Regions from separate parts of the Rattus norvegicus genome. Here region 1 is linked to region 2. A link is a contact called in public Hi-C data. All regions are on one chromosome and are shown on one strand. The core of a region is the stretch at or near the end of the contact, and the rest is flanking DNA. Distances in the headings are between cores, read along the strand shown. Region 1 has its middle 110 kb from the start of N6amt1. Region 2 has its middle 520 kb from the start of N6amt1.

Region 1 (6,607 bases), core at 752-3,251, 410 kb before region 2:
TAGTCCCGTTTTTGCATTTTTTGACACATTGGAATGTGGGTCCTTGGTCAGGTTCAATGGCAGGGTTAACCAAGCCATTGCCAAGATACTGGAACCCCATTCTGGGTCTGATACACAGCTCTGGCTTCCGTGCATCAGAGGAGCCTCCCGTAGCCAGGCACCCTGTCAACCCACGCAGCTCCCCTTCTCTCAGCACATCTGCACCTTATACATTGTGCCTTGGGTCCTACAGCCTTTGCCGCTACTCAAGACCACCATCTTCTCTCTCTGCTCTATTACAAGCATCTATGGCATTTCCCTTAGTGGCAGCAGGGTGACCCCCCTTTTTCTAGGCTTCACACCGTCCAAAGGCTTTTCTTCTTATCTAATATATCGCCCTGCTCCATTATGGTCGGGCTTACTGGGCTGGCCCTCTGTGTTTCAGTGAGTCTGACTCTGGAGCTCCCCTCTCCAGCTTTTTGTTCCTATCATGAACGTTGTCTATGCTTTTCCGGCAGCCAGATGCCTTTCCTCTCAGGGCTTTTGCACCAGCTCTTCATTTCTTTCTGGAACGCCCTCCACAGATCATCACACGAGCAGATCAAACATTTACTTAGATCGGGCAGAGTTTAATTTCATCTCTCAGAGTACTCAGTGCCAAAACAGCTCCTCTTTGTCAGCACGTACTGAAAGGAGAAAAATCATTTTCTTTCTTACTTTGAAATATTTTTTTTATTTAGTTGTTTTTCTTCTGCGCACGCGTGTCTTAAAGAGCAGGCATGTGTATAGAGCTCAGAGGACAACTCTTAGGAGTTGCTTTCTCCCCTGCCTTGTGGGATTCAGGGCCTGGACTCAGGTCAGGAGGCGTCCACGCCGCACCTTTATACGTGGAGTCTCCTCCATGTGCCAAACCTAGCAGCTTTTGTTGGATGGACACAGGGTGTCAGAATTCCTACCGCCCAGCATCACGCTTCCTTGCTATCTGCTAGCTTACTGGAAAGGGAGAATGAACCCAGCGCTAAGAACCACTGACTCTGAAGTCAGATGTCACAAGGCCATGCTGGATGTGTGGCTATGGGCCGGGCGACCTCCAAGGACCTCGGTTTCTTCCTCTGTAAAGTAAATGAGAGGTAATCCTAAAATGTGTAAACATGTCAACAGTGACAAGATACACACAACCCCATCCGCATAAAAATGTCAGCTCTATCTACTCGGGGTAGGGTGTAGCATGAGTATGTTCTTCTGATGACCATTTAGATTAATTCTGTAGGTATGCTGTCTAAAGCGTTTGTAAGCTTTAGATATTATACACGCCTACACTACAGATTCGGTCTTAGTTACTGTCATGCCCCTGCAACTTGACTGAGTCACATAGAAAATGTTATGGATTTAGCAAAAGAAAGTAAGCTAAACGCCACTCGCTCCTTAGTTGTCTGTCCAGCTCCAACCGGGTTCCCTACCAGGGTTAATGGTTTTTGAAGTGCCATTACCCGGAGCTTCCTGAAGGTGGCGCTGGAGCTCCAACATTGGAAAAACACTGCTGCTCTTGAGGGCAGTTAGGCTAAGATTTGAAAGTTAGCCATGGGCTTAAAATTCCTTTCCTTATTATTCTTGCTGAGATGTGGCTTGTGACAGGTTGGGAACCTGATCAAATACGAATGACAGCTGATGGAATAATAAAACATTTTGCTTTTCTTATTCTTTAAGACCTCAGGTAGACGAGCAACTCCACAATAGTTAGAATGAAGCAGAATGGGTAGTGAGGTGACAAAGAGGACAGGCAGCAGGGAGAACAGGGTGACCTCTTAGTGTGTGTGGAAGCACAGCCAGAAGTTCAGGGAGGAGTTCTCTAAATGGTCAGGCAGGCCAGGGTTTCCCCTGCCCCACGTCCGTGTTCGGAGGGGTACATTTTTTAGGAAGTAAAGATGCATGAGTGTCAGAATCTACTCTGTCTACACCTACAAATCGTTGTGTCTGCTTCCGGGCTGACCAATGAAAGGATCCTAGGTATATAGTTTTGAGTTGTCTCTTGAAAATGGACATATTTCACAGTGGCCACCAGATGGTATCATTGCACCATAAAATGCAGTTGAGTCTATCTTGTAAACTTTTTTTTTTCCTCTTTTTGGAGACAAGGTTTCTCTGGGTAGCTCTGGTTGTCCTGGCTGTTGCTGGGTACTCCAGAGTGGCCTTGAACTCAGAGATCCACCTGTGCCATTACCTTATAAGCTCATAAGAAGTACTAAAATCATGTCTGCTCCACTCCTGTGAGTGGGAATAACGGTCAAAGGAGCCACCATTCTGTCCTTGAACGTCTTCATTAATGAAGAACACATTGTGACAACAGCGGCTGATTAAGTTAATACTTCAGTTTCTTGAGGCCGACTCGAACACCTAAACTTTGAATTATTCATACAGTGAATGGTGTGATTTGACGTTATCAGCAAACCAGAAACAACTAATCAGGGTGTGAATGGAAGTGAAATATCCTCGCTGTTAGAGTATATCAGCTGCTGTAAAATTGCAAGTCAATTTTTTTAAACGTGTTTGGTTCATAATTTAGTCTTTCCGTCTTGCAGTCTAGGAGGTCGTCTAAAAGCAGCAGACTGTGTAGTGAGGTACAAACAGGTTCCTACTTCAAAGTTTGCCTCATCTGTATAACAAAGTTGAGACCAATCAACAGGAGACCTTATCTCAACAAAACACAGAAAGCAAAGCAAAGCAAAAACAAAACCAGATTTATACATTTTATGACGAATCTGTCTAAGATTGCTTTCGATATATACACACGTGAGTTAGAAGAGTCTTGAAGCTTATTATAAAACGATATCTGGGGGCTGGGGATTTAGCTCAGTGGTAGAGCGCTTACCTAGGAAGCGCAAGGCCCTGGGTTCGGTCCCCAGCTCCGAAAAAAAAGAACCAAAAAAAAAAAAAAAAAACCAACAACAACAAAAAAACGATATCTGCAAACTCCCAGCACAAGCTTCACACATGAGAAGGGTTATAATGTACAGAGGCTGTGACTCACTGTATTACGAAATAATAAATTCACACAAAAGTCCTCTACTGGCGCAGGCAGGGAAGGCTGATGGGTGCGTGTTCAGAGCGCGGAGCCCCACTTTTAGGCGAGTAAGAAATGACTCTAGGTTACTCACTGCCCAGAAAGTGCTCAGCGATGGGGTGTTAACAGTGTCCAGTAACAGAGGGGAGGCCCTTGGTCCTGTGGAGACTCGATGTCCCAACGTAGGGGAACGCTAGGATAGCGAGGTAGGCGTGAGCAGATGGGTTGGGGAGCTCCCTCATAGAAGTAGGAGCATGGGGAGTACGGGAGAGGGAGTTTGCGGAGGGAAACTGGGAAGGGGGTAACATTTGAAATGTAATAAATAAAATAACCAATGGAGGGGGCAGTGTCCAGCAACAGCTCGTAGGTCTGACGCAGTAGTGGAGGAATGCATTGGGAGGAGTATCTACTGGCGTTGACTTACTGTCTCATTCTTCGACAACTTCAGAATTACAGGACATTCTGTGTCCTTGATGACACTGTAGCTTCAAAGCACCATTTACCGGCTACAGAAACGACACGGAAAAGAAAAAGATGGACCTTCTTTCAGGGATTGTTCACCGTCTGCGTCATGAGGCTCCTCCAAGTCCGCCCCTCGCGTCTGCTCCTCTTTCCTTTCTGAGCTGGTTTTTGTCTTTTGCTTTCTTATCGAGCGAGCAACTCCCCTCACCCATTCCCTCCCACCTCATAATCCGTCGTCTGGACTCCTAAGACAAGGGAGCGAATGTCTTAACCCGATGAAGTCCTCATCGGACACTGTTAGATTCCAATTACCATCAACCCCTTCTTCTTTCTCTGGGCTTTTCTTTCCTGATATCCCGAGGTCTTATAACTGTCCATGTTCTGTAAAGTTTGGGTTCAAGCAATAGACAGGAGCCTTATCCAGTTTCATATTTTGTTTCGGGGACTGAATGGTGTCCTCCCCAACCTGGCCCAGTTATGATGTTGAATTCTCACTCTGTAAAACTGCAGAATGTAAATGTGTTTGTCTTTGTTCGTTCGTTTGTTTTTAAAGGATAGAATAGAGTTTATTTATGGGCATGGGAAGGGGAGTTGAGAAGGGAGTAGAGACCGAGCGAGAGAACGAGAGAGCACGAGAGATAGAGAGCATGAGAGAGCGAGAGAGCGAGAGAGAGCAAGAGCGAGAGCGAGAGCGAGAGCGAGAGAGAGAGAGAACGAGAGAGCGAGAGAGCATGAGAGAGCGAGAGAGCAAGAGAGAGAGGGAGTGAGAGAGAGAACGAGAGAGCGAGAGAGCATGAGAGAGCGAGAGAGCAAGAGAGGGAGAGAGAGAGAGAGAGAGAGAGAGAGAGAGAGAGAGAGAGAGAGAGAGAGAGCACGCTCCGGGAACAGCTGGGGGGGGGAGGGGAAAGAGGGAGAAAAGGGTTAGGGAGAACAAAGGGGGTCAGAGAGAGAAAAGGGGCAGAGAGTGTAAATGCATTTGTAATTAGTGGAGCTAGGGTGTCTGGAGAAGTTATTAGGGGTTCAGGAAGAGAATCCGTTGACTGTAATACTGGCCTCACAATGGGGACCCCGCTGGCTCGTGATTTTAGCACTCAGTTAGCTACAGAGCAACATGGAGACTGTGGCCACCCATAAGCTGAGGAGAGGGGCCTCACAGGAAATCAACTTTACTCTTGGTCAGCTTCCAGCACGGTGAGAAACACATTTCTGTCGTCCAGGTCATTTACTCTGTGGCACTTCCTTGTGGCTGTCCTAGCAGAAAGGCTCCCTCCTTAGCTGGTGAACGTGAACTCCTCAGTGGAATGCACACCCTCTGTGCAGGGATATGCTGGTCATCTGAATTTTAGTGCCTGAGCTCCAGAAGCAAGGAAGCACTCTCCGGGAGGTCCTTTTTCTTTCTTTCTTTTTTTTTTTTGATTCCCCAAATGGGCTTTCCTGGCTTTGAGGACTCCCCCCCCCCCCCAGCCCCCAGACACTATGGCCTCGATGATGGTAGAGACAATCGTGTATGGAACAGATGCCCGGACGCAGTGTTTTAAAACAGCACTGTTGCATTTCTAGGAGACTCAGCGCAGCCATCCCTCCTTATATTATCCAGGGCCCCTGCGACTGCCCAAGAAGCTCCCAGGGAATAGAACAAACTTAAGTGTATTTCTGCATGGGGGCAGAGATACAGCTAAGACCAAAGGGAAGAGTTTGGTCTAAAACTCTCTTTTCCTAGGGAACTTTTTCTTCCAGTGTGGGACAGGCACATGTCTCTAGAGGTCACCGAGGTGCCAGAGTGTGGCTTGAGCGCTAGAAGCTGCAGATGGCAGTAAGACACCACGCATGAGTGTGTAAGAGCACACCCACGCTGTCATCTGCTTTTTCTTCCTTAGTGGGTAAGTTACTGGAACATTAAAAAAAAGATTATTTATGGTGAAAAATTTGGAAAAGCGATCATGCCTGAGTTTTCAAGTTCACTCCTCGGCTGTGCTGCAAAGTACCAGGCAGCAGCCTCCCTCGGAGGAGGCCCTCAGCACACACGTCGCTGCTCCGGCTACCAGCTTGTGCAGAATCCCGGTGTCAGACTGACACGGATTTTGAAATCCAACCTCAGAGATGTTCCTAACCTCCTTTCAAGTTTCTAAAGATATGTTTACCAAATGTCGACGAGGGAATAATGATTCTCAGAACTTAATGGCAAGGAGTGACGGGACACAAATTAATCCTGACTGAGGCGTAGATGCCACCACCCCACACGAGATAGAAGGAAAGAATTCAAAACTGGACCTTTGAGGAACTTGATAATTACTGTTTTCAGCAAAGTGTAACTTTAAACCAGAGGAGCAGACTTTCTGGACAGGTCCAGACATTAAATCTTTCCGGTTTTATGAGCTCCTCAGTCTCTGTCTCAGCTACCCAGCTCTTGAATTGTACCCCGAGAGAGCAGTCATTGACATCCCCAACCCCCACAGTACAGGAGGCTCATTTCAGAGTTTTCCGGAGTCTCCTTCAACCTAGCCTTATTTTCAATCTTTCTATAGTAGAATTGAGCTCGTTAAAAGATAAGTTTCCTCTTTTGTATTTTTAAAAAGTTAATCCTTTTGCCTCCTGTACGTCTCAGACATGACTTTGTGATGCTGCACCCCTTTTCTTTGTTTTTGAAGAGATAAAATGTTGATTTGGGCCGAAACAGAAAACCTTATCCCGAGGTTGCCATTGGAGAGAGGTCTAGTCATCTTTTTGGCATAGGCAAGCTTCATTTTGTCTTATTCTGTCTCATGTGGTTCATCTGGCTTGAGTTCAACCTTAGGAACAAGGGTTGAGACTTGGAGCTGTGCTCACATTGGAACTGGACCAGCAATGTAGAGGGGCCAGATAACGTAAAACAAAATGTGTGCTTGTTGCACAAACAAGCCGGCGTAGGGCGTAAATCCTGCCTTCGTTGTGCTAGAGGGTGAAGTGAAGGTACCTTTTAAAACCATGACCTGTATCTTAACAAAGCACACTTCAGGATTCTCAGAAAAGTGATGTGTTAATACTCAGGTCCTGTAGGAGGTAATTACAGATGATGTTCACCGATAGCTTCTTGCCAATGTTTAATCCTTGGCTGGTAACAGTCCA
Region 2 (6,066 bases), core at 366-2,865:
TGCTTCAGTCTTTGTTAAAAGGGGGAAAATACTCATAGTAGGAGATATGGGTACAAAGTTTGGATCACAGATTGAAGGAATGGCCATTCAGAGTCTGCCCCACCTGGGGATCCAGCCCATACACATACAGCCACCAAAACCAGACAATATTGATGAAACCAAGACGTGCATGCTGACAGGAGCCTGATATGGCGTCTCCTGAGAGGCTCAGCCAGAGCGTGACAAATACAGAGGTGAATGCTAGCAGCAAACCACTGAATTGAGAATGGGAGGAGTTAGAGAAAGGATTGAAGGAGCTGAAGGGGCTTATAACCCCATAAGAACAACAATACCAACCAACCAGAGTTTCCAGGGACTAAACCACTACCCAAGGAGCACTCATGGACAGACCCATGGCTCCAGCTGCATATACAGCAGAAGATGACCTTGTTGGGCACCAATGGGAGGAGAAGCCTTTGGTCCTGCCATGGCTGGAACCGCCCAGTATAGGGGAATGTCAGGGCAGGGAGGCAGGAAGGGGGTGATTGGGGAGGGGAACACCCTTATAAAAGAATGAGGAGGGGAATGCGATAGGGGGCTTGTGGACGGGAAATTGGGAAAGGGCATAACATTTGAAATGTAAATAAAAAATATCAAAAAAAAAAAGTAATGGAATCCACTGTCGACATCTGAGTGCTGCAGGAGATTTACTGACTTCACAGAGATGGGTAGACTTGTTGGGGGGTAATGTGCTGGTAATGTCCGCAAGAAAAGTTTTATATACTTAGTCTGTTTTAATGATTTCTAAGCAAATCTGGTGGTGGCGGTGCTGCTTTGTTTTCATTGGTCAAGAACCATGAAGTGGAAGGAAGTACGGCTCTCCAAAATTATATCAGTTCCTGCAGCTCTTCCTTTGAGTCAGGAATATCAGATGGGCAAGCCTAGAACAATGCAGCCTAACGTCTATGCCGGCTCAGCCTGTTAGCCTTCTTACTGGCAAGGACTTGCACAGGTACAAGGGCCCTGACCTCAGACGTGTTTGTTAGGGGAAGGATCAATGGGTCACGGTTAGCCTGGAAATCCGCTCATTTTGTATTATCAGAAGCTCCATTTTATATTAACATCACATTGTATGGATGTGTTGGCAAAGCCTGTCTAATAGGAGACTGACTGTAGGATCAAAATCTAAAAGCAAGAATAGATTGATTCAGATAATGGAAGTGATGATAATAGAGACCCAGTTCTCCCTCTGAAGACGAGCAGCTTGCAGCCAGGCAGATGTATCTAGCAGTGGGCGGTGCCTGCCCTGAAAACACCTATCACAGTCCGTGATCTCAAATGCAAAGCCAAGACCAGTTCTCAAAATCCCTTTTCTGCCAAAAGATTACCTCAGAAACCTTCAGGCACAGAATTCACGGTATGACTGGACACACTCCATAATATCTGGTGTTGCTTCTATAGCTGATATAATTTTGTGGACTCAGTACTGAGTGACAGAGTAGTGTAATACTTTGTCTCTCTACTGAGATTTGGGACACGTTTATTTCTCCAGAGTGGAGGAATTCTCTCTCATGTACTTAGCATTTCGAGGATACCGAAAGTTCATGCTGGGTTGGCAGATTAACGCTGGGACATTCCGATGCTCTTTCTAATATCCGTGACTGTTCTTACGCTGCTTAGATTTTGAGAATAGCTAAGAACTAAAGTCACCTTTTGAATATTTATGTACAATAGGGAAATCCCCTCAGCAACATGCCTGACATTTAACAACATGCCGAAAATACTTTTGATTTCATGTAACGAATCAAAGCATTTTAAAAGTGTTTATGGCTTTAAGCTTTTTTCTAAATCTAAGCACCCCAAGCAGAAAGTTTTTGAAGCGTTGACTTTATTGGGTGAATAATGCACTAAAACTTAGAGAAAATGTTATGGCTCTAAAATTTGAAAATTCCATGTAGTTTCTAATGATTAGTGATATTCTCTTGCCTTCGTCTGTCACTTTCTCTGACTTCCAATTTCTGCTTGAAACTGTAAAAGAATCGTCTCAGAGTAAAAGTCCATGGGGAACAGGTTAAATCATGGACACAGTGGTGACTTCAAGAATGTCATGTGTTCTGGAGTTTAACTGCTTCTTCATGGGGACCACAGCCTGAAGTGGAGGTCTCCCTCCTAAATGCTACTGCAGAAGCTCGAAGGCTAGTTTCAGAACTTTTCTCAATTTTTCACTCCAACTAGCACTCCACAGGAACAGAGGGGCTCTTCTTGGACACAAGATGGCAGTAGCACACCGTTCACATTGGCCATTTCCTCAGAAGGATGTAGTCACAAAATCAGTTGCTTTGTGGTAAGTTAAAAGTCCTTGTGGAAGCAGAGGGAGTGGGCCCTTTAAGAGTCTGACTAGTACAATAACCACCTTCTCCTTACCACCCCAACTGCCATATCTATACATTTCTGATGTATTTCTTCCACGACCTTCAAGATTCAGTAGTAGGGAACAGAATGATACAAAAAGTCCAGCAGCCCGAATATCAAGGAAAGATGTGACTAAAGAAAGTGAGGTCAACTGTTGTGAAGATGCCCCGAGTCAACCTTGGGGGTACATATTGTGTTCTCACAAGTGCAGTAGGATTGTGGTGCTAGGTGGTGATGGTCAACTAGGTTCGTGGCAATCTATTGTTATTATTGGGTTATTTTACTTTTTCTTCTATTTTAGGGAAGTTTGGAGTTTTGCTTTTCCTAATTTTCTGAGTTCAACACACACACACACACACACACACACACACACACACACACACACACACACACTGGTTTTTCACCAGTTACACAAAAGATTTAAAAATATTATCTTGCTTTTCCTTTGTTTTTATTTTATTAAAATGTGGCAAAATACAGTATGTATGCTTTCATGTATCAATTAGTCATTCGATTAAGAATATGTAAGAAAACTTTTTTTTTACAGAGTCACATATGGTTTCAATTAAAGTTTTGTTGTTTGTCTTTCAAAATCTTCATAAAAACACTGAGAAACGAATCCTTACTCTGGCATAAGGATCAATTGAGCTACAAGTATCTGTGATTGGCTCGTGAAAACTTGGAAATAATAATACAGAATGGGGGGGAAGGGGGAACGAGCCCAGGATGATTCTAGAATTCTGATTCAGAGTTACGGTTTTCCTGTTGGCAGAAAATTTCTGGTGATTTTCCCAGAAGCACAAAGCTGCCCTGACAATACAGAATCAACGCAAGGTGGCAGAATGACTTTTCAGAACCATTTGACTCTTAGTGTACTCAACGTTTAGACAAGTTGCTAAAAAGTAGCTATCATGAACTAAGAACAGTTGGAGACATGCTACATGCTCTCCGAGTTTTGTGGAGTGAGCAAAGAATACACATTAGAGTAATCCTATTGTGCTGGTTTTCACCTTACAGAAAAAAGTAGAACTTTTAGCAACTTTTACTATTGTTTCACTATATCTTTTGTAAGTCACTAGTAGTCTCTTAATTATTCTTGTGATTTAGCAGCAAATCTGCTTGTTACAATGAGGTTCTTAAAACGTTTGAAACTGTTTTAACATTCAGATTTTTAACAGACATCATTTGGAGCACCACTTCACTCGAGATTTTACGTGCGGGTTAATATCAGCTTTTCTATAATAAATTAAACCTCTATAATGAAGCAAATGTAATACCTATGGCTGGGGGAAATACCATCGTGAAGGCCGTGCACTCAAGTTGACAGTGTATAAAAATACGCAACCTGAGGTCAGTCTTGATTATTTCTATAGGCCCAGCATAAGAATGTTTACTTAAATTTATCTGAAAGGGTTAGAGTAATAAAAGTATTTATGAAGCCCTGCTACACTATAAAATATTTACTTGGGTGGAATTGTAAAGCTTGTCAGAAAAGGTACCTAAAGGTGAGTAAAACTTGGAAAAAAATAACTCCTGCTGTTGAATGGCTATAAACAACTGCCATTCATCTTCCATTGTGAATGCTTATGAAAAGACAAATGTTTGGTAGCAGATTGATATACTTAGATGCCGTTAACAGGACTATTGCATTTCTGACAAAGTATCTAACAAAATCCCCAGTGGCAGGCACGAGAAACCTTCTTTCAAGATATTTGAAAACCTTCTTTCAAGATATTGAACTATTGTCCGATAGTTCAGGTGACTCCCAAAATAATGTAGGCAACTGTTGGGTTGGGATGATGCATCCCAGAGGTTGAAGTCTCAGAAGGGACCACCCTTAGGTTATGGGATCCAGATGATACTAACTGCATGTAACCTGATGTACTTCTTCCCGTGGATGAGTTTCCTTAGTACCAGAAAGTACTATGCAACTTGCCAAGGGAGGGAGGGAGTCAGTAGCCTTATCCAGTTGTGACACCTGTAAACTGTAACTTGGATCACCATGTCAAGGCATCCCTAAACATACAGCACTGGCACTCATGTCCTGATGGTAGCCAACCTCTGTGAAGTTAGATTTAGAATATACTCAGTGAGAGGGAACTCATGCGTGCTACTGGCAGTCTAGCTAACTATCCAGATCATGGACCCTGGAAGAAAACCTACTGGGAATACCACAGAAGAGGAGGCAGAAAAAAAATGGTCAGAGCTAGAGAACCTGGCTATCTGCTTTGCGATTATGACACCTAGAATCAACAGGAAAGTTACTGTTGAGAATTCAACAGTATAGCTGTTTAATAAGACTCAAATAATGACAGTTCCAGCAGACATGCTAATAAAGAAGGAGAAAAATCCCAGGATGGTCCACTCGTGCAGGAACAACTACAGACAGTTTATAAGCAAGAGTGAGAAATAGCCTCTCCCAGAGATGAAGGCCCTAACTGGTTATCCAAGACAATGAAGTCAGGCTGAAATCACACACACTAGACAAATTCCATAGGTTGTTTAAGTCCATGTATATGTTAGGAATGGGAGGGAGGAATCAAAATAGAGGAAGCGGGTTTAATTATATTTTAATTAAAATGATTTAAATGAAAATAAACAAAACCAAAAACCAAAGGAACACTCCTAAATTCTTTTTTTTTTTAATTAACTTGAGTATTTCTTATATACATTTTGAGTGTTATTCCCTTTCCCGGTTTCCGGGCAAACATCCCCCTAATCCCTCCCCTTCCCCTTCTTTATGGGTGTTCCCCTCCCCATCCTCCCACCCTTGCTGCCCTCCCCCCAACAATCTAGTTCACTGGGGGTTCAGTCTTAGCAGGACCCAGGGCTTCCCCTTCAACTGTTGATCTTACTAGGATATTCATTGCTACCTATGAGGTCAGAGTCCAGGGTCAGTCCATGTATAGTCTTTAGGTAGTGGCTTAGTCCCTGGAAGCTCTGGTTGCTTGGCATTGTTGTACATATGGGGTCTCGAGCCCCTTCAAGCTCTTCCAGTTCTTTCCCTGATTCCTTCAACGGGGGTCCTATTCTCAGTTCAGTGGTTTGCTGCTGGCATTCGCCTCTGTGTTTGCTGTATTCTGGCTGTGTCGCTCGGGAGAGATCTACATCCGGCTCCTGTCGGCCTGCACTTCTTTGCTTCATCCATCTTGTCTAATTGGATGGCTGTATATGCATGGGCCACATGTGGGGCAGGCTCTGAATGTGTGTTCCTTCAGTCTCTGTTTTAATCTTTGCCTCTCTATTCCCTGCCAAGGGTATTCTTGTTCCCCTTGTAAAGAAGGAGTGAAGCATTCACATTTTGATCATCCGTCTTGAGTTTCAATTGTCCTAGGCATCTAGAACAAGCATTTGGGCTAATAGCCACTTATCAATGAGTGCATACCATGTGTGTTTTTCTGTGATTGGGTTACCTCACTCAGGATGATATTTTCCAGTTCCGACCATTTGCCTACGAATTTCATAAAGTCATTGTTTTTGATAGCTGAGTAATATTCCATTGTGTAGATGTACCACATTTTCTGTATCCATTCCTCTGTTGAAGGGCATCTGGGTTCTTTCCAGCTTCTGGCTATTATAAATAAGGCTATGATGAACATAGTGGAGCATGTGTCTTTTTTATATGTTGGGGCATCTTTTGGGTATATGCCTAAGAGAGGTATAGCTGGATCCTCA

Evidence for each region. A called contact is a pair of places that touch in the nucleus more often than the background predicts.
Region 1: a contact with region 2 is called in a Hi-C map of the A7r5 cell line, with 11 times the contacts expected there. The contact joins two enhancer-like sites. A contact is called at or near these places in 8 of 12 Hi-C or Micro-C datasets (the A7r5 cell line, Schwann cells, frontal cortex and 3 more).

The regions. Positions count from the first base shown.
Region 1 is chr11:39,957,950-39,964,556 of GRCr8, reverse strand. No RefSeq gene overlaps it. Among named protein-coding and RNA genes, the nearest start is that of N6amt1, 110 kb to the left of the region's middle. Within about 2 kb of position 2,001, at least 8 of the 93 cell types and tissues checked have an H3K27ac peak or open chromatin away from gene starts, as enhancers often do. A contact at or near this core is called in the A7r5 cell line, where this site is marked.
Region 2 is chr11:39,546,185-39,552,250 of GRCr8, reverse strand. No RefSeq gene overlaps it. Among named protein-coding and RNA genes, the nearest start is that of N6amt1, 520 kb to the left of the region's middle. Within about 2 kb of position 1,615, at least 9 of the 93 cell types and tissues checked have an H3K27ac peak or open chromatin away from gene starts, as enhancers often do. A contact at or near this core is called in the A7r5 cell line, where this site is marked.